2 separate regions of the Mus musculus genome follow, and region 2 is linked to region 1. The links are chromatin contacts, called in public Hi-C maps. All regions are on one chromosome and are shown on one strand. The core of a region is the stretch at or near the end of the contact, and the rest is flanking DNA. Distances in the headings are between cores, read along the strand shown. Region 1 holds the start of L3hypdh (L-3-hydroxyproline dehydratase (trans-)). Region 2 overlaps Arid4a (AT rich interactive domain 4A (RBP1-like)).

What was found. A called contact is a pair of places that touch in the nucleus more often than the background predicts.
Region 2: a contact with region 1 is called in a Hi-C map of liver, with 3 times the contacts expected there. The contact joins the enhancer-like site here to the promoter of L3hypdh in region 1. A contact is called at or near these places in 5 of 39 promoter capture datasets (the 3T3-L1 cell line, embryonic stem cells, hippocampal neurons and 2 more), 1 of 484 Hi-C or Micro-C datasets (liver), 1 of 115 datasets of contacts at active chromatin or transcription factors (astrocytes) and 1 of 9 other capture datasets (pancreatic islet).

What each region holds. Positions count from the first base shown.
Region 1 is chr12:72,083,619-72,090,193 of GRCm38.p6, reverse strand. It overlaps L3hypdh (L-3-hydroxyproline dehydratase (trans-)), which reads left to right and starts at 4,881. Exons shown (of 5, transcript NM_026038.2): 1 at 4,881-5,545. The coding sequence starts at 5,038. Jkamp (JNK1/MAPK8-associated membrane protein) reads right to left here and starts at 4,355. Exons shown (of 7, transcript NM_024205.2): 1 at 4,011-4,355; 2 at 788-879; 3 at 84-238. The coding sequence starts at 4,014.
Region 2 is chr12:71,040,807-71,048,324 of GRCm38.p6, reverse strand. It overlaps Arid4a (AT rich interactive domain 4A (RBP1-like)), which reads right to left. Exons shown (of 24, transcript NM_001081195.1): 9 at 3,222-3,301; 10 at 2,135-2,211; 11 at 965-1,131. Among named protein-coding and RNA genes, the nearest start is that of Arid4a, 29 kb to the right of the region's middle. Within about 2 kb of position 4,509, at least 9 of the 459 cell types and tissues checked have an H3K27ac peak or open chromatin away from gene starts, as enhancers often do. A contact at or near this core is called in liver, where this site is marked.

The DNA.
Region 1 (6,575 bases), core at 3,632-6,131:
CAGCAGAAGACTGTGACTTGACATGACAATAAGTAGTCCTTCCCCCAGCACTAGTCTACGCAGATACGATCACACATGCTCACCTCTTTTTCCCCGAGTACCATTCAATGAAGAACCAATGCAGAACAAGAGGAAGCATAGCCATAAAGCCCAGATAGAGCCAGTCGTAAAGTTCTGGGGACTCTGTGCAAGGCTGACAGTACTTCTGTGCATTGGTCCTCTGTCCTCTTGGGCATACCTACAACAGGTATAAATACTGTTTTAGGATCATTCTATAAGGGATTCCACTGTATTTTAAACATCTTAGTATGTATGTGTAGCTTTTGAAAATTAACAAAGAAAACCAAGCCTATAAGCAGAATAAGAAGAAATCTCAAAGAGAAGCCACTTCAAGAAATCCACATGACCTGTGCTATCTATAAAATGCTAATGAAGAGTCTTTTCATTTAGTTGCTAAAATAGCTAGCTAATATTCAGTGAAAAACCTTGTTAGTAACATCATACAAAGACTACTGCAGAAGTATTCTGGAGTTGGCATGTTAATTCACTATGCAAAACACTTTGCTAAATTATTAGACAGTACTTAGACATTATAAAGTATCTTTTAATATCTGTGACTGTCAAGAAAGGTTTAATATAGTTATCACCATGCCAATATAAACAAGGTTTTTATTAATACCATATTCTTATACATTCATGAATATATTTAACAAAAAAAAAATCTACATGTACAACGTTTCCAGAACAAACAAATCTTACAATGAAATAATATCAACATAGGACTTACCCCACATTCTCCATAGATTTCACTTGAGCCATTTTTAAATAATAGGGTCTTCCCACAGTAGAGTCCAAGGCATGCTGGTTGAATATCGACAGCTTTTTAAAAACAAATGCCAGTATAGTAACATCTTTTGTGATTATAAACAAGAGTAGCCTGAGAATAGCTGAAGTAACTGACAACAACTATCTCAACCTCACTTTAAAATTACATAACAGACAAGTCTCGACACACTGTCACACTGTGACAGCACAGAAAGTTATACTTGCATCTTGCTGCTCTTCTGGAGTCTCCTATTCTAACCAGCACAGCAGGTTCTAGCCCCAGACACCTAACCCTGAATCTTCCCAATGGCTCTAGGAAGCCAGTCCCTATGATTGGAGTTTAGAGTTTCATTGGTTATAAGGTCATAAGAACTATTATTATTATTATTATTATTATTATTATTATTATTATTATTATTATTGAAATCCCTGATAGGGGCCAGAGAGGTAGCTCTGGTAAAAGCGCTTGATGAGCACGCCTGACTAACTCAGGAGTCTTGACTTCTAGAGCCCATGGTAAAGAGGACTCCAGAGAGCTGTCTCCTGACCTCCATGTGTGGGCTGTAGCAGGCACACCCCCAGCCCCATGCCTATCATACACCATACACAAGCACACAACTTAAAATTTTAATTAAAAGAAATCACGGGGGCTGGAAAGATGGCTCAGCGGTTAAGAGCACAGACTGCTCTTCCGAAGGTCCTGAGTTCAAATCCCAGCAACCACATGGTGGGTCACAACCATCCTTAATGAGATCTGATGCCCTCTTCTGGTGTGTCTGAAGACAGAGACAGTGTACTCACATACATAAAATAAATAAATAAAACTTAAAAAAAAAAGAAAGAAAAGAAAAGAAAAATCTCGGATAGAAAGCCACTTGTAGTGAGAATTCAAAATACTATGCTTTCATTTTAGTCTCAGGCATGGGGATGGGATATGAGGCTGCTTCACAGCAGCTGACTGTGATTCGCCTCGGGCTCTAGCAGAAGGTTCCTGCAGTTGTGTGACGTTTAGAATTCTGGAAACTCTTCAGAGAGTAATGGTAGGGCTCTGAGAGGCAGGGTAGGGGTGGTTGGTCGTTGAGGAGGTTTGGGTGCAGTCAGTGGCTATGTTCAAAGAAGAAACAAGAAGAAATTCAAGGAGCTCTATTCCCCTCCCCCATCCTTCCTTCTCTCCTATCTGGTGACAGGGGATGAAACTGGGAGAAAGGAGGACCAGAGAGTGTATGTCGGGGGAAAAAGAATCTGCAAAGCAGCAAAGGCCAGCTACAAGCAAAGAAGAAGCAAGAAAAAAATTAGATTCAGAGATCTTTATTATCTAAACACCCCCCCCCCCCCACCTGTGCATCTTTCTCTCCTATCTATTGATAAGGAGTGGTAAAACTACAAAGACCAGCTACAGTCACTATTCTTCATTTGGCCAAATAGAGACACTGGGCACACAGACTCATTTTTTATTCATAACAGAAATGCTGAATTGTCCACATTCTGAAAAGAGAACTTCAGAGCAGAAGGTAGGTCTTTAAAACAAATCAATTCACCTCCATATCAAAGCATTAGCCCAGTTTTTATGATTTTTGACAAGGGTAGATCCCATCAGTGCTGGCACTGAGCTTCTGAGCAATTACTTGAGAACAATCAATTTCTTGCAATCAATTTCTTAAAGGGATGAGGGGAATTAAAAACAGCTCTTTTAAGACAAAAACCCGAGGATCTCCAAATTATCTAAGACTTCATCGAAGAGAAATTACTCCTCTGTATCAGTGACACCTGATCCTCTACACCAATTATGGAAAGTGCTGCTCAAAGCCACAAAGGTACTCAGAGGACGATGGCAGTGAGGCTGGCTTCTGTAAGAATCTGCCATTTGCTATGAAATGAATCCAAAACAATGCTGGCCTACGTGTGAATTTACACGTGTTATTATTGCTGAACAATAATTTCCTCAAACTTTTCATGTGGAGACTCTGGTTACAAGGCCCTTTCTCCTTTCAAATTCCTGGAGAACAGTTTTGTTTTTTGTTTTTGTTTTTTTTGTTGTTGTTGTTGTTGTTTTTTGGGGGGACTTATGTTGCCGAGGGAAAACAGAAAAAAGTCTGAAATGTCTCATGTTTGATATTTTCACTTTACCAAGTATCTGACATCTTTTTTTTAAAAAAATTCTTCTTTATTTTATAATCTTAAAAACAAACTTTTATTATTATAGTATTGTGTTTTCATGTGTATTTGTGTTTTGCCTGCATTTATGTCTGTGCACCATGTACCAGCCAAGTTCCCGCAGAGGCCAAAAGAGGAGAAAGTCAGAAAGGGATATAGGAGCCACTGAACTGCAGTTACTAAGGGTCCTGAGCCGCTGTGGAGGTTCTGGGGATCAAACCCCACGAAAAGCAGCAAGTGCTCTTAATCACTGAGCCATCTCTCCAGCCAATCCTTAACACCTTTTTTAAACACAACTGAACTGTAATGAGAAGGAAGTCCCTTCTCCATGGGCTTTGCGTCTAAAAGATCTCAAAACCAAGGCCAACAAACCAAAGCTCATTTACCTAACGAGAAGAATCTGTACAACCTTTCATAGCCATTGGTGAGCTATAGCTAAAATGTTGTCCTTGTTTTTTTCTGCAGCAGTCTAAGACCCTTTGTGAAGGGCTTAATGTATTTACATTTGATGTCCAGTGTAATAGTGCACGCCTTTCAACCCAGCACTATGGAGGCGGAGGCAGGTGGAACTCTGCGTTCGAGGTTAGCCTGGTCTACAGAGCAAGTTCCAGGTCGACTAAGGCTACAAGGACAAACCCTGTCTTGAAAAACAACTATTACATTTGAGGTTGAAAAAGCAAGTCTCGTGGCAATTAGGTTCTGCTTCCTTGTCCTGTTCTAACTCTGCTTCTAATTCTGAAGTCAACCACCAGGAATGCTTTCCTGGACAAGAACAAAGGGACTGAAGGAAGGGACACAGGAAGAGCACAACAAAGACTCAGCCTTTAATTCTGCACAAGCGCTCTTCTCCAGCCATTCTGGAGCAGACCATCCCAACCCCGGGAGAAGTCAGTGCCTGGGCTCAGCGCAGCCAAGGGCCAGGCTGCTCGCTGCAGCAGAGCTGTCGGCCCGATGGCGAGCCCAAGACAATGCGAGGAAAAGCAATAGGAAAAAAGGACAGAGACACGCCCGCAGCCTAATCGACCACTTACCCATTGGCCACACTAGGTTCCCCTGAGAAGCCGGGGATCAGCGGGTCCGAACGCAGCGCCCGAACATCCGGGCCACAGCGCTCTCAGCCGCTCCGCCTCCCGCTAGCCTGGCAAGCACGCTGGAACCCCGCCCCTGCTACATTCGGCTCCGAGTCCCGCCCCACCACCGCTTCCCCCGCTAGGGGTGTCGGGGGTGCACGCGGCGGACTTCCAGGCCTAGGATTCCCAGAAACCTAGTTTCCTAATCTAGGCTTGGAAGCCTCTCTCTCTCTCTCTCTCTCTCTCTCTCTCTCTCTCTCTCTCTCTCTCGCTTCCGGGTTTGAGCTCAGAGGCTCCACCTTTTCCGGGTCCAGACTCAGGTCTCGTCCCCGCCCTGCCTCCAACTTGAACTGGTCTCCACCGCCTCCAGTGTCTCTTTGAAGGGGCCCTGAGGTCCCGCCCCCGTTTCCTAGACGAAGCTCGTAGCTCCGCCCACCCCGTGCATTCAAGTCGCCGAGGCCTCGCTCCTACCCTGCATTGAGGTCTCCGAGGACCGCCCCCATCGTGCGGGCTAGTTTTCTAGGCACCGCCTCCGCAGAGTAGTCTCTGGAGCCCCGCCCCTATTTTATTGGCTCCTTTTCTAGGCCCTGCCCCTGCCGCGTGTCTAGTCTCCGAGGCCCCGCCCCCGCCGAGCAGTCCAGCCTCCGAGCCCCGCCCCGCTGCTGGAGCAAGTTCCGAAGCCCCGCCCCCTCCGTGTGTTCAAACCTCTGGAGCCACGCCCCCATTTGGGGGGTCTAGTTTTCTAATCCCTGCCCACGCTCCCTGTCCTGTCGCCCAGGCTCGCCCCTGTTGGGAGTCTAACTCTGAATCCTGCTAGCTCGGGCGCGCCCAGTCTAAGATTCCGGACGCTGGTCGCTGGGTGATCTCTGCTCGCCGGCTTGGCCCTGAGATTGCCACCGGTTCTGCGCGTTCTCCCGTTGGGTTTGGCGCTTTCTCCCTGCTTGGAGAGAGCACCACCGCGCTGTGCGGCAGTCCCTGGACGCAGACAATGGAGGCGGCGCTGGCAGTGACCCGGCTGCCCCCAAACGACCCGAGGACGCCAGCACTGTCGGTGGTGGACATGCACACAGGCGGCGAGCCTCTGCGCATCGTGCACGCCGGGTGTCCGGAGGTGGCAGGGCCCACGTTGCTGGCCAAGCGTCGCTACATGCGTCAACACCTCGACTACATCCGGCGGCGGCTCGTGTTCGAGCCCCGCGGCCACCGGGACATGTACGGGGCCATCCTGGTGCCCAGTGAGCTGCCAGACGCACACCTAGGCGTCCTGTTCTTGCACAACGAAGGCTACAGCTCCATGTGCGGTCACGCGGTGCTAGCGCTGGGCCGCTTCGCGCTCGACTTTGGACTGGTGCCCGCTCCCCCAAAAGGCGCCCGGGAGGCTCAGGTCAACATCCACTGCCCGTGTGGTCTGGTGACCGCCTTCGTAGAGTGTGAAGGTGGCCGCAGTTGCGGCCCTGTGCGCTTCCACAGCGTCCCAGCCTTTGTCCTGGCCTCAGGTAAAGGGTGAGACTCACTAGACCCGGTTGAGACAATCCGCGAATCTAACCACTGCTCTGTGGCTGAATATATCTGCGCAACTAACCCACCCTGCCTGCCCTTGCGATTAATAAAAAGGTAATTCCAAATTACTGCAAACACGCTTCAGTGTCTTTGCCTTACAGGTTTGGTGGATGCAATTCTGCTGTCCTGCTGAGCGGATCCATGCTCACAAGGCCTGGGGGGAGCTTAGAGTGGAATGCGGATGAATTGTGCGCTTCCTTTTTTTAAGATCCTCATTCCTTGCTTGTCAGGATTCATAGCCGCTTCACAGTAGACTGAAGTTAAGGACCAAAGGACAGTGTGTGTACCAGAGTTCGAGCATAGCTTAGAATATGCTTGGTAAGAACTAAATGACTCTGAAAGGCACTAAATTTGTAAGCAAAGCTATTGCTGTCCTTGTTGAGAAACAAAGTCCTTGGCTGGACACACAAGTTCACAACCCCTCAAAAGCCATCCAACCTTAGGCAAAGTTCACAGACTCCTTGACTGAGTCTGTACCTTCATTTTATCTCAGAGGTTTTTGTGGTTAGTAATGAGGGTATGAAACATTGTTAAAATTTTTTTTTCTTAAATTAATGAGTGTTCATTGTTTTATTGTTTTGAGACAGGGGGTCACTGTGTAGCCCTGGCTGGAATGGAACCCTGGAATTTCTACGTTGACTAGGCTGGCCCACTTCTTGAGTACTGGTAGATTTTTTTTTTAAAGATTTATTTATTTATTATATGTAAGTACACTGTAGCTGTCTTCAGACACTCCAGAAGAGGGCGTCAGATCTTGTTAGAGATGGTTGTGAGCCACCATGTGGTTGCTGGGATTTGAATTCCGGACCTTTGGAAGAGCAGTCGGGTGCTCTTACCCACTGAGCCATCTCACCAGCCCAGAATTTTTTAAATATCTGAAAAAAAAATATTCGTCAAGAAACAGAGACTTCAAGATATGTAGGATTGTTTCCTGGAGATACAGAAACATGGACGGGGTTTCTGGGT
Region 2 (7,518 bases), core at 3,260-5,759, 1.0 Mb after region 1:
CCCTTCCTGTCTTTCTGAGCATGCTCACTTAAAACCAACAGCATGTTACTATGGCAACTCTGTCGGCAGCCTGTAAGTATGAACCGCCATTCTGATTTCAGAGTGTAAAAAGCCAAATGCTGCAGGGGAAGTCAAAGGCAAGAACCAGCATACATTCTTCCCCACATATAAATCTAGCCGTGGCGTTCCAAAAGCTCACACGTGTGCATGTAAAACAAACAAAAGCATCGCACATTTTCAAGGCAGAATTTTTCATGCTCAAATAGGTGGTCGTTTTCAATAAACTCATGCTTTGTTTTGCCTCTCAACAACTGAAATTACACTAGAAAATTCATCCCGTTTAACAAAACCCTGGCGACTCCACAGCCTGGCAGCATCTGAGCAGCCACGGTAACCCTATGGATGGCTTCTGTAACCTACAATCAGAGCATGCACAACACGGCTGCAGTACAAAGAAACCCACTCATGATAAAATCACAATCTACAGTTTTTTCTATGATTTGTCAAGCTGCCAGGTGTGTTTTTCTTTGGATGTAATTAGGATATTTAACCCCTAAAAGGTTTCTAAGTTAGGAGAAACAAGACCGGGGTTCAAATCCCTACACTGCACATTTTAGCTGTGCCAGCTCAGGACAGTTAACTTCTGAGTCTCAGAGCACCCTGAAAGCAGGATGGTAACAATGACATCACACACTGACAACTGGTAAACACGGAAAATACCTGATCCCCCCCTCCCCAAAACCTTGTTGATTAACCTCGAAAAGTACTTTTTGGTAACTTTATGCTGAAAACCAGTCCTGATTTATACACTACACTCTAAGCCAACTAGCCACAACTCCTTAACCAAATTAAGCTAAGAAATGTTTCAGACAAAAACAAACGCCCCAGAGCAAAAGCATAGAGGTATTATTTTCACTAGAAAACAAACAAACAAACAAACAAACAAACCACAGCGTTGACCTACCAGCTCTTCTTCCTCCTTTTTGGCCTCTTTTTCCTTCTCCTCTTCATGTTCCTCAGCTGGGCATTCTTCGTCATCACTGCTGGAGGACTCAAGGATTTCACTTATATCCATTTTCCAATTATCAGGAACAATCCTACCTTTTAGGAAGACACTTGCTCTTCGCAGCCCTGAAAGGAAACATGGACTTTGGCAGTTGCTCCGGAATGAGGGGAGGGAGATGCCAGCCGCTCAGTCTGAAGGCTCAAGCCAAGTCCACCCATTATTCTCAAAATGATAGAGGAAATCAGGGGGTCTCATGAGTCAGAAGACCATGTAGATTTTATTACAATCTGTAGGCGTTTATGTTTGCTTACTGCTATGAGACAGGGTGTCACTATGCAGCCCAATCTAGCCTGGAACTTGCGACCTTAACATGGACACCTCTTAAGTGACACCAAGCCTGGCAAAGATTAGAAATCGCCTTTTAAAGAAAAGAATTTACTTTTATTTTATGTATGACTGTCCTGTGTTTATTTATGGGCAGACTCCAGTCCACCAGTAGCATTAAATTCCCGAGAACTGATTACAGATGGTTGTGAGCCGCCATGTGGGTGCTGGGAACCAAACCTGGGTCCTCTGCAAGAGTAACAGTAACAAGTGCTCTTAACCTGTGAGCCATCTCTAGCCCCACTACTAGAACTAGGTCAGCCCAGGTGTGGTAGTGCATGACTTTAATCTCAGCAGTTGGGAGACAAAGGCAGGTGGATCCCTGTGAGTTCAAGGCCACGCAGTGAGTTCCAGAACAACCAGGCCTATGTAAAGAGACAACCCTTCTGCACCCCTCTGAAAGAAGAAATACTAACGATCAAACATGCAGAGTTAAATCTGTACAATTTACAAACCAAATATTTTATCGAGACATGAAAAAAATGCCATTAAGTGAGAGTATCATTCAGGTGTGTCCAACACATTATCTGTGAGGCTCACACTCAGAAACCGAGCGCAGGCACAAGGCAAGGAGCAGCAGAAACGCTCACTCTGTAAGGTTACTGACACTGTATTGGGCCACACGCAGCCCACGGATGACAGGGCAGATACAGGATTCCAAACGGTGAATATGGTAATAGTCAGTACTTGTTATTTTCTAAACACGGTCACATCATGAAATAAACTGACTCTGCTTTCACGTACCTGGCCTAGCACAGAGCTCAGATTCTGGTAGAGTGAGAATGTCCAGTTCCTTAATGTCCTTTCTTGCTATAGAATAACTATGAAAAAAGAACAAAACACAGAACTACTTATTAAATGAAAAACATCATTTAAGCAATCCATATCCACACATACATAAGACCTCAAGAAATGAAAATTATTTCCTCAAATAGTGTTTTATAAAAGCCAAAGGCCATAATGCCCTGATCCTTAGTAAAACCTTGGAGGCGGGGCTGGTGAGATGGCTCAGTGGGTAAGGGCACCCGACTGCTCTTCCGAAGGTCCGAAGTTCAAATCCCAGCAACCACATGGTGGCTCACAACCACCCGTAATGAGATCTGATGCCCTCTTCTGGTGTATCTGAAGACAACTACAGTGTACTTACATATAATAAATAAATAAATCTTAAAAAAACAAAAAACAAAAAACAAAAACAAAAAAAAAAAACCTTGGAGGCAAAGTTGTATCTTTTAAGTTTCATGTACTCAAGTACTCTTATTTGAGAGCCTGGAATTTACAATGTTTCCAAATATACAACCTTCCTATAGACAATAGTTTCAATCAACAAAGTCATTTCAATACTTATAGATAACACCCATTTTGTTTAATATTTCCTAATTTTTGTTAATTTGCTAAAATATTTTTATGATTATATATACTATGGTATATCTTTCATAGAGAACAACTTAAAAATATGAATTTTACTGTTTTAATAAAAATACAAAATTAAAGGAAAGTTTCTCAAAGTCTTCTTTAAAATTAAAAGTGAAAATACTTATTTTACCAATAGTTTATTAAGAAGCTTCATAATTCATAATATGAAATAGCACATGATAAAAATATGAAATTTTTCAATAAACTATATATATTTTTAATTACAAATACAGGTCTTTAATACTGCTGCCACTTATTGTTATTTTTACATAAAATTTATCAGCTAAAGGTACCCTACATAAGCACAGTAATAACAACCTCTCAGTTTCAACTTGAATGAGTCCCTTTATGGTAGGTGGCCAATCACTGTGTCCCAGCCCTATGAATCATTACTGGATGGTGTTTCATTACTCACAATTTAGAATCAATAAATGATCGAACTAAACACTGATCTTTTTTCACTGTGACGTCATCATTGCAGCTGGGAGAGACAACCTGGAATACAAAATCAGAATCGACTGACTCCCCTTGCTCAGAAAATGAACGTTTATTTTGTTATTTACTACCCCCCCTCCCCACCCCCCCTCCCCTACTCCCGTCCTAACTTTCATCTGTTAGGAAAGGACTCATCTACTCAGTCACATCCCTCAACAAGAATGCTTTAGTTTTTTTAATTATGTCTATTCATCTACTTGTGTATGGGGTAGGGAGAGTTCAAGTTTGCTGTTACCCTCATGTAGAGGTCAAAGTACAACTTGGTAAGCCTTGGTTCTCTCCGGCCACCATGTGGGTTTCCTAGGGCTCCGGTTCAGGTTTGTCAGCAGCAGTGGCAAGCACCTTGACCTACTGACCATCTTGCCAGGCCCAAGAATGTAATGTTAGAAATAACTTGGGGGCAGGGAGACTGGAGAGACAGCTTAGCAGCTGAGAGGGTGCAGATGACACAGGCTCTGTCCCTGGCAACTACATGATGGCTCACAATTGTCTGTAACTTCTATTCCAGGGAATCTGACCCCTTCTTTTGGCTTCACAAGGGCCAGCCACCCTGTTGGTACACAGACATACACGGAAGCTAAACACCCCATACATAAAGAAATCAAATCAAATAAATTTAAAAATTTTTCTGGATCTGCTAATGTTTCATATGGATTATGTTTTACAAGAAATAGCTCAATTTCTAATAGCTCCCATTACTAATAAATTACAAAATTTATTTCATTATTTTTTAGCATATTGGCTTTCTAGATATTAACATGCTCACTAGGTAATAAAAATTAATAATGAAATATAAGTTAAAATAGTATCACTTTAAAAATTAGAGCTTATTCAAACCTAAATAAGATATTTTATCACATTTATTCATTTGTGAGGAAGGGTACACATGTATCCTAGCATCCTATGAAGGTCAGATGGCAACTTGCTACCATTTTCTCTTTCCTCATGTGGCCCTGGGATCAAACTCAGGCCACAGGCTTGTGCTTGGCATAAGCATCTCTACAGGTGCAACTATCTTCCTGGCTCAAGACTTGATTTTTTATCCAAAACAGTAACATTTATGGATGTATGGTCTGTTCTTTTCATTTTTTTCAGATAGGGACTCCTAATAGCCCAAGTTCGCGTCAACTTTACTACATAGCCAAGGATGACTGAACTCTGTACTCTCCTCCCTCTGGCACAGTGCAGTTTGTTTAATTGGTGGTGAGTATTTTTGTTTCTTTCTTTTGAAACAGGATCTTACTATGTATCATTAACTAGCTTGGAAATGACTATGTAGACCAGGCTGGCCTCAAGCCCACAGATGTTTGTCTCCCTCTGTCCCCTGAGTGCTGGGATTGAAGGGACAAGCCACTGATTTGGTTTTTGTTATTTTTCCATTGTGTGTGCACATGCATGCACTCACAGAGAGACCAGAGGCGTCAGTCCTGTGGGTGCCCTACACTCTGGTCCTCTGCAGGTCACTGTGCTCTGAGGTCACTGAAGCAGCACTCCAGACCTTCATCTAAGACACCTCAGTACGCATCTGCTTTAAAATCTGGCGGTTAGAAACCACCTAAGATCTTTTTTAACAGGGCATGAACAATTTTCAGTTTGTCATTGAAAAGAAAACTTTTAATCTAGCCTTTGAAAGTAAAAAATGCCTTAGCAGTGTGCTTAGTGAGTAATTTTTGAGTACTGTAGTCGTGGTTTGTATTTTAAAAACTCAAGCTGGGTAGCACACTTCTAAAGTTGCTGAGACAGACTTACTCATGATACTCTTAATCCTTAACAAACCCAGAGTCCTGGACGTTGTAGGCAAAAGTGTGTCTCAGACACTCACTCACACTCTGGCTCCCAACTCCATTCTTTGTAACTAAGTTTCATTCATTCAGTTTATTATTATAACAATATACACTTTATAACTATCATGTTCAATACCACAGAGCCAGATTTTTATTTATTTATTTATTTATTTATTTATTTACTTACTTACTTACTTACTTACTTACTTACTTATTTTTTGAGACAAGGTTTCACTATGTAAACCTGGCTGGCCTCAAACTCAGAGGTCTGCTGGCCTCTGTTTCCAAAGATTCAAGTTGTGCGACACCACACTGCACTGGGTTTTTAGATACTCTTATTGATTACTGTTTGGTTTTTGGCAGGTCTCATCTGCCCAGAACCTTGTAGGTAATGGAGGATGACTCTGAACTTACACTACTCTCCTAATTGTTAAGATCACAGACATGGATGGCCACACTTTGGCTTCAGAGACAAATACAGGTCTTGTGAGTACTAGGTACTAATAACTGTCAGACTAGTAAGAGTCGCTGTGCTTCACACAGAGGGGCAAATCTAAGACATACAAGAAAGAACACAACAGGGGGATGACCCATTGGTACACCAGGCACAGGACAGTGCCAAAGGCAGGAAAATTAGCCCTACTCAGCTAGAAGAGGTGTGGTAGTCAAGTCCTGAGATGTAAATAAATAGAAGTCCAAGTCTCATCACATCACCTGGGAGCTACTCTAATGGCCTCCATATTGATTTCTGTAAACAGTCTTATGAATATTCCCAAACATGCAGCACAAATACCATTCCTTTTCAGAACTATCTGCAGAATTATCCCTGAGTTTTAGGTGACCCTTGGAAGGCCCTTCTGCTTCAAGGGTCAATGATATTTGCAGTTGCATCCTATTCTCCCCCTCCTCTCTCTCACCATCGGTCAAAGAGGATTTTTGTGAGACAACTACACCTAAGCAGTCTCCGACCTCTCATAAAAGACCCTCTGTGACCATCTGTCCCTTCTTCTGTGCCATGAAACCGCCATTTCTACAGCGTTAAACATCTAAGGGTGGAGATCCTTCCTTTCTATTACTTCCTTAGTTTACTTTATGTACCAGTACTAAAAAATTACTACCACTTTTTTGGGGAGACAGGGGGTTTCAAGTCAGAGTTTCTCTGTGTAGCCCTGGCTATCCTAGGACTTATTCTGTAGTCCAGGCTGGCCTCAAACTCAGAAATCTGCCTCTGCCTCCTGAGCACTGGGATCAAAGGCGTGCGCTGCTACACTGGGTTTAAAGAATGAGTCTATAACTCCCAACATAGTCTGCTTTATGTGTAGAGCGCATGTTCTTGGGAGTCACAATGAAAAGCCCACACTTGCCTGTCTTCTGAGGAATTTACAGTCAAGGCAAAGCAAGCTCACTCCTGTCCTCAGGTAACACTCATTAACTCAGGGTGGAGTAAAGGCGCACAAATTGAAGAAGTTAGCTTAGGCGTAGTAAGGAAAGTAGCTGGGTGGAAGAGTGCCTGCCTAGCATGCCTGGGCCAATGGTGTCTGGGAGGTGAAGTTCAAGGTCATCCTAGGCGGACTGGCAAATTGGAGGCCAGCCTGAAATATGTAAAACCCTGCCTCAAAATAAAAAAGCTGGGGCTTGGGCTGGATACATGGCTCAGCGGTTAAGAGCACTGACAGCAGCTCTTCCAGAGGTCCCGAGTTCAAATTCCAGCAACCACAAGATGGCTTACAACCATCTGTAATGGGATCTGATGCCCTCTTCTGGTGTGTCTGAAGACAGCTACATATAAATAATAAATAAAACTTAAAAATAAAAAAAGCTGGGGCTGAAAAAATGGCTCAGTGGTTAAGAGCACTGACTGCTCATCCAGAGATCCTGAGTTCAATCCACAGCAACCACATGGTGGCTCACAACCATCTGTAATGGGATCCGATGCCCTCTTCTGGCACACAGACATTCATGCAGATAGAGCACTCAGATGCTTTAAAAATAAAAAAATAAAATAAGAAAGTGGAAGGGAGCTTATGGTGAAGGAGTCTTAGATATTCATTAAAAGAATTTGAAGGGGGGCAGTGGTGGCGCACGCCTGTAATCCCAGCACTTGGGAGGCAGAGGCAGAAAGATTTCCGAGTTCGAGGCCAGCCTGGTCTACTGAGTGAGTTCCAGGACAGCCAGGGCTACACAGAAAAACCCTGTCTCAAAAAACCAAAAAAAAAAAAAAAAAAAAAAAAGTGAAATTAGTTGATGAAGCAGACTCAGTAAAACTAGATTAATTAACTGAAAGATCAAGGTTTTGTATATCGCATGTGTGTGTGGTGCATGCACACAGATGTGTGGGTGCATATGAACACATTGATGCATGTGCTCATGCACATAGGGATGCAAAACACGGGAACAGATGTCTTCTGTCACTCTCCGACACTGCACTGCGCT